Linked DNA regions of Ovis aries: region 1 is linked to region 2. Evidence: chromatin contacts called from public Hi-C data. All regions are on one chromosome and are shown on one strand. Each heading gives the region's core, a stretch centred on a gene start, on an enhancer-like site or on the middle of the called end of the contact. The rest is flanking DNA. Distances are from core to core; before and after follow the strand shown. Region 1 overlaps FRMD4A (FERM domain containing 4A). Region 2 overlaps FRMD4A (FERM domain containing 4A).

Region 1 (6,116 bases), core at 865-3,364, 33 kb before region 2:
GTCTCTTCAGACTCTCTGCCCATTTTTTAATTGGATTTGTTGTTGTTGTTGTTATTGAGTTGTGTGAGTTTTTTACACATTTTGAATATTAGTCCTTTATTGGATGTATGATTTTGCCAATATTCTCTCCCATCCAGTGGGTGGCATTTTCTCTTTTTTGATGATTTCCTTTATTGTGTAGAAGCTTTCTAGTTTGATGTAGTCCCATTTGTTTATTTTTTTAAATATTTATTTATTTGGCTGTATTGGGTCTTAGTTGCCACACTCAGAAGTTCTGATCTTCCTGGCAGTTTGTGGGATCTTTAGTTGTGGAATGTGGGATCTAGTTCCCTGACCAGGAACTGAACCTTGGCCCCCTGCATTGGCAGTGAAACACCTTAGCCACTGGATCACCAGGGAAGTCCTGAGTCCCATTTGTTTATTTTCACTTTTGGCGCCTCTGGTTTTGGTGTCAGATTTAAAGATATCATCGCCAAGACTGATGTCAATGATACACAGTTATTAAAATTGAATTTTGAAGGATACTAGTAAGAATCCTGCGTGTGCTGCATTTTAAGAACCTTCTGTGTTCCCAGAGTATATGGTATCTTGGTCCTTGTCAGGATCTCTCATAAACCTACCACCAACATTTTCCATCAGATTATCATGATGGTATCAGACCATCAGAGGTTACTCTTTCCAGATCAGGCCCCTCCTGCAAATACCATCCATCTTCATTCTCTTTCATTCATCCTTCCACCCTTGTCTGTCTCCAAATTGTGTTGTAACTGAGCTGTATAACCACACTGTGATATTTTACAGTATAAACATTTTTTTCCAGCTCCCGAACTTGACTAGGAACTATGCATAGCATTTTAAAAGTTATAGCCTCTCTCCTCAAAGAGTTTGCATACTGTGTATTGATGTAAAACAGAGATAAAATACTGTCAACTTCTAGTAACTCTGAAGGCGATTTTCCTATTTAACAAGGCCACATCATTACCAAGTACTGGACTTCAGTCATTTTAAAGGAATCTGAGGTCTCAGATGCTAAAGAAATGAAGAAATGTTACGGGTATCGTTAAAGAAGTCAGAAGTCCACTCTTACTAATGGCCCATTCAGGGTCTAGCATTTCAAAAAGAAACAATCTTCAGAGTTGAAATGATTTACTAAGGCTTGGGGCCAGGACCCCCTGAGATTTTCAGTGGTGACACCCAGGGCTGTCCCGTGGGATATCTGAGTAGAGACCCTTAGAGGTGCTGAGCCTTCTGAGCTCTGTTGGATTAAAAGGGGTCAAGCTCTTACTTCCTGACATTGCACAGTATGAGATTCAGATTCCAGGAAGGTTAGGGAACCGAATCCCAAATCCATTTGTAAAGGGGTGCCGGTGGGCAGGCTTTGAAAGACATGAGGACCTTTGTCTCAGAGCACATCTACTGAGAGATGGCCTGGCCTTCCCAGAGTCCCCAGAGGAGGGGATATGGAGGCAGCTCAAGGCGCAGTCCCACTTCCAGGCCCCCAGAGCCCCACTCACTGCCCCCATCGTGGTCTCCTCACAAGCTCTGCACCTCTGGGTACCCAGCCAGCCTCCCGCCTGACCGCTGTGGGGGAGGTGGGGGTGAGCAGGGGACGTTGTAGTCACTCTGCCTAGTTGCTCAGTCACTCAGTCCTGTCTGACTATTTGTGACCCCATGGACTGCAGCATGCCAGGCTTCCCTGTCCTTCACCATCTTTTTCTTAAAATCTCAAAAATGGTGGGAAGGGGAGAAAAAATGGAATGACAAAAGACACAAGAATTGCATGTTGAACACACATGGCCTTTCCACAGATCCTCTGAAAGTGAGAGAGAGTGGAGGATTGTCGTAGCATTGCTTCTGGAATTTGCCATCCCAGGACAGTTCTGGTTTCAATGGGAAGGTAGGGGCTCAGGGAGATGTGTTTTTGCTTTTAGCCAATTTAAAGAAAATGGCACGGACTCTCAGGAGAGATGTATTCTGCTTCCCCATGTGGACTGTTGCATTAACCATCCCTCCCCCCAAACAAAAAAAAAAAAAGTCACTTGTGCATCCTTTCTTAAAGAAATAGAACAATGAGACATGTTGTCTTTTTGAATGGAAATACAGGGGCAGAAGCCACCCACTCTCTCCAAAACAGAACGGCATGTTGTGTCTATAAATAGGAATTGGGCTGTGGGATTAATGAGATGGCAGTTGAGTCATCTTCATTGTGAAGAGCTGGAATGTGGTGCAAAGAATGTGGTGATGAATCTTTGGTTTAAAAAATAAAATAAAAAAGAAATAGCACAAAGCCTTTCAGTCTGCTGGGATCCCTCAACTCTGACCTTTTCCGCTCTGGGGGAAAACGTGTTGTACTGAGTGTAGGGCCTGCTCTGTCTGGGACCCATCCATGCCCGTGACTCAGCTCTTCACACGCTCACCTTCTCTGAATGCCAGCACTTCCTGCCATTGTTGGGAAGTTTATTAATAACTAGTGTAACAATGAGGTGCCAGCTATCTGCCATCTCTCCTCCTTCCAGAGGACTGATCTGATAGGCGCCTGCCAGCTTTATAGTTCAGGGCTGTGTTCAGCTCAGAATACACAGCCTTGTAGTTGGTATCAATCACACGATATTTGGGGGCTTTTTTCTTCTTTTTGTCATTTTTTTTTAATGTAGATTTTATTCCTATAGTTCAAATGTATTTCCTTTATGTTTTGCAATTACTTGATAATTTTTTTGCTGCATGGCATGTGAGATCCTAGTTCTCCAAGTAGGGATTGAACCCGGGCCTCCTGCGTTAGAAGTTCAGCATCTTAACCACTGGACCTGCAGGAAAGTCCCGTCTCCATCCTCTCTCTTCAGCTCTCGATTCTACCTCTTCCCTGTATTTCTCTTCAGCTTTTTCAAGTTCTGTTGTCTTCTTAAGTCTAATGATGACCAGATTCCTGGGCTCAGTGCCCTGCAGACGGGGTCAGCCTGCAGGACTGCCAGAGGGCTCACCTTCTGCCCGGGTGTGTTTATAAAGGACTGTGTAACTGGTGAGGGCTCTGAAATCTCTGTGGAATAGATGTTTCTGGCGTGGCTTGTGAAGGACAGGCCTGAGTCAAAATACTGAGAAGACAGCATGGTTATCCTTTTCTGCTTTCTCATCATGGGGTTAAAAAAAAAAAAAAAAACAACACATGAATAAAGCCATTTATACTGATATATTTATGCCCTCCTGTGTAAAGGAATATTTGCCTACTAAAGAAAACCAGGACAGAATGATCATCTATAGCCTAAGTGAATGACTTTGAAACTGATGGAATTTTAAACAGTGATAAAGAAATCACTGTCCCCACCCATAGGCTTTTTGCACTCTTCCCATTTATTGAGACTAGCCTTCTCAATATTGCCGTCGAATCAGAATTTTGGAGACAAAAGGATAAGCCCTAGTATTTCACAATATAAGAAATAGAAACCATGTAAGTTAACTCATAACGGTAGTTTCAACTGGGTACTTTCTACCAGATGCTGCCAATTTTTTATTAATTTTTTGAAGTATAGCTGCTTTACAGTGCTGTGTTAGTTTCTCCTGTACAGCAAAATGAATCAGCTATACATGTACATATATCCTCTTTTTTTGGATTTTTCTTCCCATTTACATCGCCACAGAGCACTGAGTAGAGTTCCTTGAGTGATACAGTAGGTTCTCATTAGTTATCCCTTTTATACCTGGTATCAGTAGTGATACTGATTGATTGATCCCAATCTCCTGATTTATCCCACCCCTCTTTTCCCCACTGAGTATCCATATGTTTGTTCTCTACATCTGTGTCTCTATTTCTGTTTTGCAAATAAGATCATCTGTATCATTTTTCTAGACTCCGCATATACGCATTGATATATATTTGTTTTTCTCTTTCTGACTTCACTCCATGTGAGTCTCGGGGTCCATCCACATCTCTACAAATGACCCAATTTCATTCCTTTTTATGGCTGAGTAATATTCCATTTATATATGTACCATATCTTCTTTATCCATTCCTCTTTTGATGGACATTTAGGTTTCTTCCATGTCCTGGCTGTTGCAAACAGTGCTAATAGGACTGCAGTGAATATTGGGGTACATGTGTCTTTTAAAATTATGGTTTTTTCTGGGTATATGCCCAAGAATGGGATTGCTGGATTATATGGTAGTTTGTTTTTTAGTTTTTAAGGAACCTCCATAGTGGCTATATCAATTTATATTCCCACCAACCGTGCAAAGGATCCCTCTTCTCCACACTCTCTCCAGCATTTACTGTTTGTAGACTTTTTAAATGATGGCTGTTCTGATGGGTGTGATTTTTTTTTAAATGTTGAACTTGTATCTTTTTCCTGAACTGGGTTTTTAGCTCAGATTATGTATGTGCATGCCTGTGTTCTTTGGATGGACATGTTCGTTCAGTTGTGTCCAACTCTTTGCGACCCCATGGACTGTACCTGCAAGGCTCCTCCATCCATGGGATTTTCCAGGCAAGAATACTAGAGTGATTGCCATTTCCTTCACCAGGGGATCTTCCCAATCCAGAGACTGAACCCAGGTCTCCTACACTGCAGGCAGACTCTTTACCATCTGAGCCACCAGGGAAGCCCGTGTGATGGGTGCCAGGTGAAACCCCATTATAGTTTTGATTTGCACTTCTCTAATAGTGATATTGAGCATCTTTTCATGTGTTTATTGACCATCTGTTTGTCTTCTTCAGAGAAATGTCTATTTAGGTCCCCTGCCCATTTTTAATTTTTTTCTTTTTTTTCTATTGAGCTGCATGAGCTGTTTATATATTTGGGAGATTTATCCTTTGTTCATCGCCTTGTTTGCAAACATTTTCTCCCATTCTGAGTGTTGTCCTTTTGTGTTGTTTATGGTTTCTTTTGCTATGCAAAAGCTTTTAAGTTTAATTAGGTCCCATTTGTTAATTTTTGTTTTTATTTTCATTGCTCTAGGAGGTGGGTCTAGAAAGATCCTGCTGTGATTTATGTCAAAGAATGTTCTGTCTATGTTTTCCTCTAAAAGTTTTGTAGAGTCTGGCCTTACATTTAGGTCTTCAATCCATTTTGAGTTTATTTTTGTGTATGGTGTTAAGGTGTATTCTAATTTCATTCTTTTGCATGTAGCTGTCCAGTTTTCCAAGCACCATTCATTGAATAAGAAGCTGTCTTTTCTCCATTGTATATTCTTGCCTCCTGTGTCATAGATTAGGTGACCATAGGTGTGTGAACTTACTCTGGGCCTTCTATCCTGTTCCATTGGATATTTCTGTTCCATTCTATATTTCTGCTTTTGTGCCAGTTACCATACTGTCTTGATTACTTCTAGTATAGTCTGAAGTCAAAGAGCCTGATTTCCTTCAGCTCCATTTTTTTCTTTCTTAAGATTGCTTTGGCTATTCAGGGTCTTCTGTGTTTCTGTACAAATTGTAACATTTTCTGTTCTAGTTCTGTGAAAAATGCCATTGGTAATTTGATAAGAATTGGGTTGAATCTATAGATTGCTTTGGGTATTATAGTCATTTTCACAATATTGATTCTTCCAATCCAAGAACATGGTATATCTCTCCATCTGTTTGCGTCATCTTTGACTTCTCTCATCTGTATATCATGGTTTTCTGCATACAGATATTTTGCCTCCTTAGGTAAGTTTATTTATTTTTTTAATCAAAGGATAAGTACTTTACAATATTGTGTTGGTTTCTGCCATACATCAGTACTTACATAGGTTTTTTCCTAGGTATTTTACCCTTTTCATTGCAATGATAATGGGATTGCTTCCTTAATTTCTCCTTTTGATCTTTTGTTGTTAGTATATAGGAATGCAAGAAATGTCTGTATTAATTTTTTTCTAGTCATATTTATATTTGAGATCTCAAGTAACATTCTTAAAAATAATAACACAGAGTGAAATTTTTAGGCTATCCAAAGGAGGTGGGTGAGCTCTTAAGAGGTGAGTAATAGAGCAACCTTGGCCAAAGGAGTTTTGGAGTAGGGAGTGCAGCACTGAATTGTCAACAGGAGGTGAAGAAATATTTGAAGGCAGAGTTTGGCTGTGAAGAATGGAGAGTGGTATTGAGCTAATTGAAACAGAAAGCAGGATTGAATCAGGAAGATTCATTCTTA
Region 2 (6,381 bases), core at 2,990-5,489:
TCAAAGGAGTGTTATTACTCTTATGGCCTCTTGGAAGTGCACTCCTCTCAGTCTCCTAAAAACTAAGTCCTCAGCCAGCCTAGGCTCCAACATCCTCAGGGACCTGATCACCCTACCCAGGTCTGGAAGGAAAGGCAGGAGGCTGGGCTACCCCGAGGCCAGCACCCCTGCAGCCCTCTTTTGCCTCCATAGGCTTCCGTCCCACTGCTGAAGCTGGAGAGGTCTGGGCCTCCCCACTCTGATGGTCTAGAGCCCAAAACCCTGGTCCAGGAGGGGTTAGGAGCTGGGGAGACTATGTTTGGTGAACACTAGAAGGGAAGAACCCAGAATTAATCATCAGCTCTCAAGTCTCTCCCAACTATCATGATCCTTTTTTTTTTTTAAGTCAGCAAACTCTTTCTTTTAATGGGAGTATAGTTGTGTTGTATAACACTGCATTCCTTTCAGGTGTACAGCAAAGTGATTCACAAAAGACTAGATATATACGTCTATTCTTTTTCAGATTCTTATCCATTACAGGTTGTTACAGGATAATTTACTATAGTTCCCTGAATATAGTAGGTCCTTCCTTATCAATTTCTTTAAGATATATTATCAAGTATCCTTTCATAGTTTATACACATTTATCATACTTTTGCTCCAGGAGGACAGAAAGTAGAAGAGAGGTTATGAGGGGTTGGGGGAGGCGGACAGGGGAGTTACTGCTTTATGGGGACAGAGCTTTAGTTTGGGGAAGATGACAGAAGTTCTGGGGCTGGATGGTGGTAATGACTGCGCCACAGTGTGGATGTTCTTAAGTTCACTGAACTGTACAGCTAAAATGCTAAACTTTCTATTATATATGTCTTACCACTGTGTATGTATATATCGCTGTAGCCTAAAACTGTGGGCATCCTGGGGAGGGGATAATAGACTGGCGACTCCAAGAGGCTAGTCAAGGCTATGTCTCCTAGCAGTTCATAGTTCATCAAGCAATACAGATAAAGAGAATTCTTAGTTCGGAGAGAAAAAGATCATAAAACAGTTGTTTTGCTCTAGGAAATTTAAAATAACTGTCCTTCTGCCTCTTGCCCTATTGTCCTTGGTGAAGATGTTGTCATTTTTCCCTAAAAGAGCTGCAGTCAGCCTGCCTTCCTCTATCTTCTCTGCCTTTTGGGACTTCCTTCTGCACCCTTAAAGGGACCTGGCGGGGGGTGTCCCCAGCTCTGCAGAAACATCAGCAAAGCTGACAGAGTATGGGAAGGACAGCTGAGGGACAGACGTCTTGCTGGTCGACCACAGAAGAGCATGGTTCCCCCGCCTGGTCAGTGAGGGCCATTCTGTGAGGACAGCCGGCAGAGTCCATCTGTAACTCACTCTCTGACCAGCTGGCAAATGGTCCCGTCCAAGCTGTTAGCCATGTGTGTTACCTCCTTAAGAATATACCTTCTCCATTTTGCTGCCTGCTTGAAATAATGTTTCATCTTAAGAGCCCACTTGAAATAGAGTAATTCCCATTTCTTCTTCCATGCCTTAGCCTGGTTTGTTATTTAAGAGATAAAAGGCTAAGCTTGGGATCTAAAGACCTGGGATCTTTTGCTGACTTAGCCAGAAGAGCAACACAGCTCTGGACAAGCCATCCCTCCCTAGATATCCCTCAGTTTCCCTACCTGCTAAAGGAAGGGGATTATCTTTCTGTCTCCCTCTGGGTGTGTTCTCATGGTTAATTGAATGGTGTCTGTGAAAATAAGCTTTGGAGAGAGAAGCTGTACTTAGAAGCTTGTTTTGTCTGCTAATGGCTTAAGAAGTTTATTGAGAAGTCATTTACTGTCATATGAGCCAAACCAAGCTCCTCACCCTGGTTTTGCGTGTGTAGAATAAATAGCAGGCCACTTCCTTGGGTTGAGTCGGAATGCGCCCTGAGATGGGCCGGGGCGATGATGTGGCCAGGCGGCCTTTATGCTGGATATTAAGCTGCTCAGTATTGCTGTTGCCAGTGAAACAAAGAACGGGCACATTGCAGTGTCAGGGATGGAGGGTGAGTCATGACCTACCACAGAGACTGTCAAAAGAAGTGCCTAACAGCATTTTGATTGTGTTTCATGGGTTCTTTCTGATTAGAAAGAAATGGGATGGTGGGAAACTCAGCGATGTTCACCGATTGAGCTCTGTCTAAGGCATGTGTTTAACTCATACTTTTATGCTTTTTGGCTTCCCAGATGGAAATATTGCCAGTGAAGACAGTTCCCTGTCAGATGCCCTTGTTCTTGAAGATGGTATGTTGTCTGTTTCCTGCTTGAGAACTCAGAGCATAGATTAAACTGGGATTAAGCTGAATGTAGCCTGAGATAGCCTGGGATTAAGCTATATGTAGTCTGAAACAGCTCAATGGAAAGCCAGGAGCTGGATCAAGATGGCACTGGGTTCCCTGTGATTCTTTCACTTCTCAGCGGTCACCTATTTGGCTGAGAGTGGGTGGGCACTACAGAAACACATGCCTATTGGAATTTCATTATGTCTTGGGGCCCAGAGGTAAGAGTTAAGGTGATGGTGAGTGGTTTGAGTTGTTTGGTCATGTCCAGCTCTTTGTGACTCCATGCAGTGCAGCACACCAGGCTTCCCTGTCTCCTGGAGTTTGCTCAAACTCGTGTCCATTGAGTTGGTGATGCTATCCAAGTGAGTGGATGGTGTTCGACTTTTTTAGTTGCCAAAACCACATTTTTACCTGAACAGATGATTTAAACACCATGTATAGTTTCCTTTTGAGTATAATTTCTGGAGGAAAGAAGTGGACATTGGTTTGGGTCATAAAGACTGAAACCTGCTAGGAGAGCCTACGGGCAGCCGGAAGAAAGCAAGTCTCTATACCTTCCTGAGAAATGGTGAAAGTGAAAGAAAGATGTCCCTTTAGACTCTTGGCCACCTAGAAAGCTGTCGTCTTATTTCTCATTGACCTCCAAAAACCTGGTGATTCTCAGGATATTTTCTTGGGAAATTCTTACAAAACTAGAAGCAATTGCACACCTACCACCCCCCAACCCCAGCCCACCATCACCACCACCACCACCACCAGTCAGGGAAGAAGGAATTCCAAACACAGAACCGTATTAGAGAATGTTCCCATGAATTTAAGCCCATCCTGGGGAGGTCAGGGCATTAATGACATGGAAATATGGGACTGGCCAAAAAGGTCATCCAGGTTTTACTGTAAGAACTTTTTGGGGAAAAAAAAATTTTTTTTGGCCAATCCATTGTATTAAGTGGTAATTATTTATTTTTTTGCCCTTTAGGAAAACTTAAGGTGGTAAGGGGTGATTCAGACAGAAAACATGGAAGATCTTGCTCCTAGTCATAATGATAACTATAAGGATAATATTCGTTGCCATTGATGTGAGATGAAGCTGGCAGGGTACTTACGCAGTTGTCTTGGTCCTGCTATTTGCAGTCAGATCATCATGTTTTTATTCATTGCATGGGTGGGAGGAAATGCCAGAATTGCAGGGGAGTGGGGGCCATGTTTTGAATATCAGAGATCCCGCGCTGGTCTTGACCTCTGTGGACTGCAGTCTTCCGGGGAGGAAAGCGGAACACTTGAGGGAGACTCCTCTGTAAAGAGAACCTGGGGTAGGAATAGATTGTCCTTAGCATTGTGTGGGGTCAGTTTCTTCCCCATGTGCCAGACCCTGGACCTACCAAGGGGCATGACTGCATCACTTGGGCCCCCCACTCCCATCGCAGGTAGCTCCTTCCAGGGGCATTTTCCTTACTGATTTGAGGGGTAAAACAGCGGAACCACAGCTCCTGTCCACTGACCTCCGATGGCGGGGGTGGAATTGGGGTGGGCGGAGCCTGCAGGGGTAGGGGGGAAGGCTGCCCCTTGCTCACTTCTACTCTTTTTTCCGTCTTGGTGCAGAAGACTCTCAGGTCACCAGCACACTGTCCCCCTTACAGTCCCCTCACAAGGGGCTCCCTCCTCGGCCACCATCGCACAACCGGCCACCTCCCCCACAGTCCCTGGAGGGACTCAGGCAGATGCACTATCACCGCAATGACTATGACAAGTCGCCCATAAAGCCCAAAATGTGGAGCGAGTCCTCGCTAGATGAGCCTTACGAGAAGGTCAAGAAACGTTCCTCGCACAGTCACTCCAGGTGAGCTGGGCCGGGAAGGCCACACGGAGTCACTGTCCACACTTGGACAGAACCCAAGGGCTAAGTAGCATCTGCGAGTCTCGGGTCCCCCGCACCCTGCATGCGCCTCCCCTGGGCTGCCTTCTAGCAGGGCTGCGCCACAGCGCCCTCTGCTGCCGACCTGCTGGAGGTACAGATTTGTCATTCGCAGGGAAATTTGGGGTTTTTGGCTCACAATCCACGTTGGCAGCAGCTTGCTTGAATGTCCTTAAATTCCATTGGAATTAATTAGGAAATCATAGGCAGAAGTATTCTGAAATGGCAAATGATCGTCCACACATAAGAATCCCAAAGTGGCTGAGAACCCTAAACCATCATCCAACAAAATTCTAAAGCCAAACAGCTGTAATCTTAGCTGTGTGTTACCAGTTCATTATTCAGCTGATATGGGAGAGGGGGGTTTTTGTCTGTCTCTCTGTTTTTCTCATTTCCCTTCATTATGCCCCGTAAAACTCCCAGTGGGTGCCCAGACAGGTACATATTTGTCTTATGGAAAACAGAAGCTGTGGTTGAGGGCAGGGGCTTCACAGAACAGCGGCTTCATCTCACACTGCCCTAAGGCATGAAGGGTAAGGGATAAGGACGCCCACCCACTTCTGGGGGAGTCCTGGGCAAACTTCCCTGACCCTGAAAGGGATGTCCTGAGGCCACAGTCAGCAACCTCGGAGAAGGGGCAGTCCTGGCAGGCAGTGACCAGCGTGGCCTCCTCTGGTTTGCAGCAGCCACAAGCGCTTCCCCAGCACGGGGAGCTGTGCAGAAGCGGGAGGCGGGAGCAGCTCCCTGCAGACCAGCCCCATCCGCAGCCTCCCACATTGGAACTCGCAGTGCAGCATGCCATCCACACCCGACCTCCGCGTCCGGAGTCCCCACTACGTGCATTCCACGAGGTGAGTCTCCCCATCTCCCTCCATGGGCCAGATCCCCACCTTTGTAAAAATTTGGCCCCACAACTGGCCCAGGTAACTGGTGAACTAGAGTCAGGACTGGACCGATGAGGTAGGCTCTCCTGTAAGTGAAGCAGAATTAAAAAGTAAGCTGGCAGCAGAAGGACCCCAAGAGCCAAGAGACACATTATATCCCACTGTCTGCATCAATGGGGCACCAGGAGCTGGGTCGGAGAATCCCCCAGACACTGTGGATATGGAAGGAGCTTTCCCAATAAGAGCGGAGGCGGGAACTTGAGCTGGATTAGCAGGGACCAGAACAGCCTTGCCCAGAGGAGGTCCCCTTGTACCTAAGTTTAAGCCTAAATTTATCCTGGACTTCCTTGAATGCCCCAGGCGGTAAATTAAACAGCAAAAGGAAAAGTGAGTTTTCAGTGAATCCCACCTTCTTTTCCTAAAAAGAGGCAAAATCAAAGCCATCACTCAATTTTCTCTAATACTTAAGTTCATAGGCACTGTAGTTCAAAGGACAGATAGTGTTATCTGCTGTAAGTGGTGAACCATTTATACAGGATAAAACTGAGCTCTCCAGGCAAGAGTCTCTCATCCATCCATCCATCCATTCATTCATTCACTCAGTCATACAACAGATACTTACCAAGTGCATCTATGTACCAAGTACCATTCTTGGGCACAGTGCAGGGGACAAAAAAGACTACACCGTGCTCCCATCAGACTGATGTTTTAGTCGGAAGAGAGTTCACAGTAAAGAAATGTCAGCGGTGATAAGTGTTGAGAAGAATAATGAGCAAGCAAGAAGCTAGAGAGTGAAGGGAGAGATTATCATTTAAATGAAACCAACAGAGAAGGCTTCTCTAATAAGATGACATTTGAGCAGAGACGTGGGTGGGATGGGTGGTGAGCTCTAAGGATATTCAGGAAACAAGAAGGTCAAAGAGCCAGATTCAGGCTTATACTTGGCATGTTCCCATGAGCTTGAGTGGAAGTAGGGGGTGGAACCAGAGAGGAAACTGAGGCCTGAGTCAAAGAGGGCCACATGATTGGGATTTCGCAGTCTACCCCGAGTGACAGTCACGGCTGGGACTCGCCTCTTCATGTACTTGGTTAACCCAGCCATGGTGAATTTCTGTGGAGTCCTTACCCTCTGCCCCCATGGCCATATTGATGGATATTTAGTGTGTGGCTCCAATAAGTGGAATGGATTATAACAAAGTAGTGGAGGAGTAAGTGTTTATTTGCCTCTTTCAGTTTTAAGTGTTCCACGTGCCACCAGTCTTCCTTTTTACACAGGTGTTCACAGGGAAATA

What was found. Hi-C and Micro-C count contacts between places; a contact is called where the count stands out from the background.
Region 1: a contact with region 2 is called in a Hi-C map of hypothalamus, with 2.2 times the contacts expected there. The contact joins two enhancer-like sites. A contact is called at or near these places in 3 of 16 Hi-C or Micro-C datasets (hypothalamus, liver and tail adipose tissue).

Annotation. Positions count from the first base shown.
Region 1 is chr13:27,741,184-27,747,299 of ARS-UI_Ramb_v3.0, reverse strand. The region is part of intron 15 of FRMD4A (FERM domain containing 4A); the gene reads left to right. Among named protein-coding and RNA genes, the nearest start is that of PRPF18, 120 kb to the right of the region's middle. Within about 2 kb of position 2,114, at least 19 of the 54 cell types and tissues checked have an H3K27ac peak or open chromatin away from gene starts, as enhancers often do. A contact at or near this core is called in hypothalamus and liver, where this site is marked.
Region 2 is chr13:27,710,064-27,716,444 of ARS-UI_Ramb_v3.0, reverse strand. FRMD4A (FERM domain containing 4A) reads left to right here. Exons shown (of 24, transcript XM_060397374.1): 19 at 2,199-2,255; 20 at 3,893-4,130; 21 at 4,889-5,056. Among named protein-coding and RNA genes, the nearest start is that of PRPF18, 92 kb to the right of the region's middle. Within about 2 kb of position 4,239, at least 7 of the 54 cell types and tissues checked have an H3K27ac peak or open chromatin away from gene starts, as enhancers often do. A contact at or near this core is called in hypothalamus and liver, where this site is marked.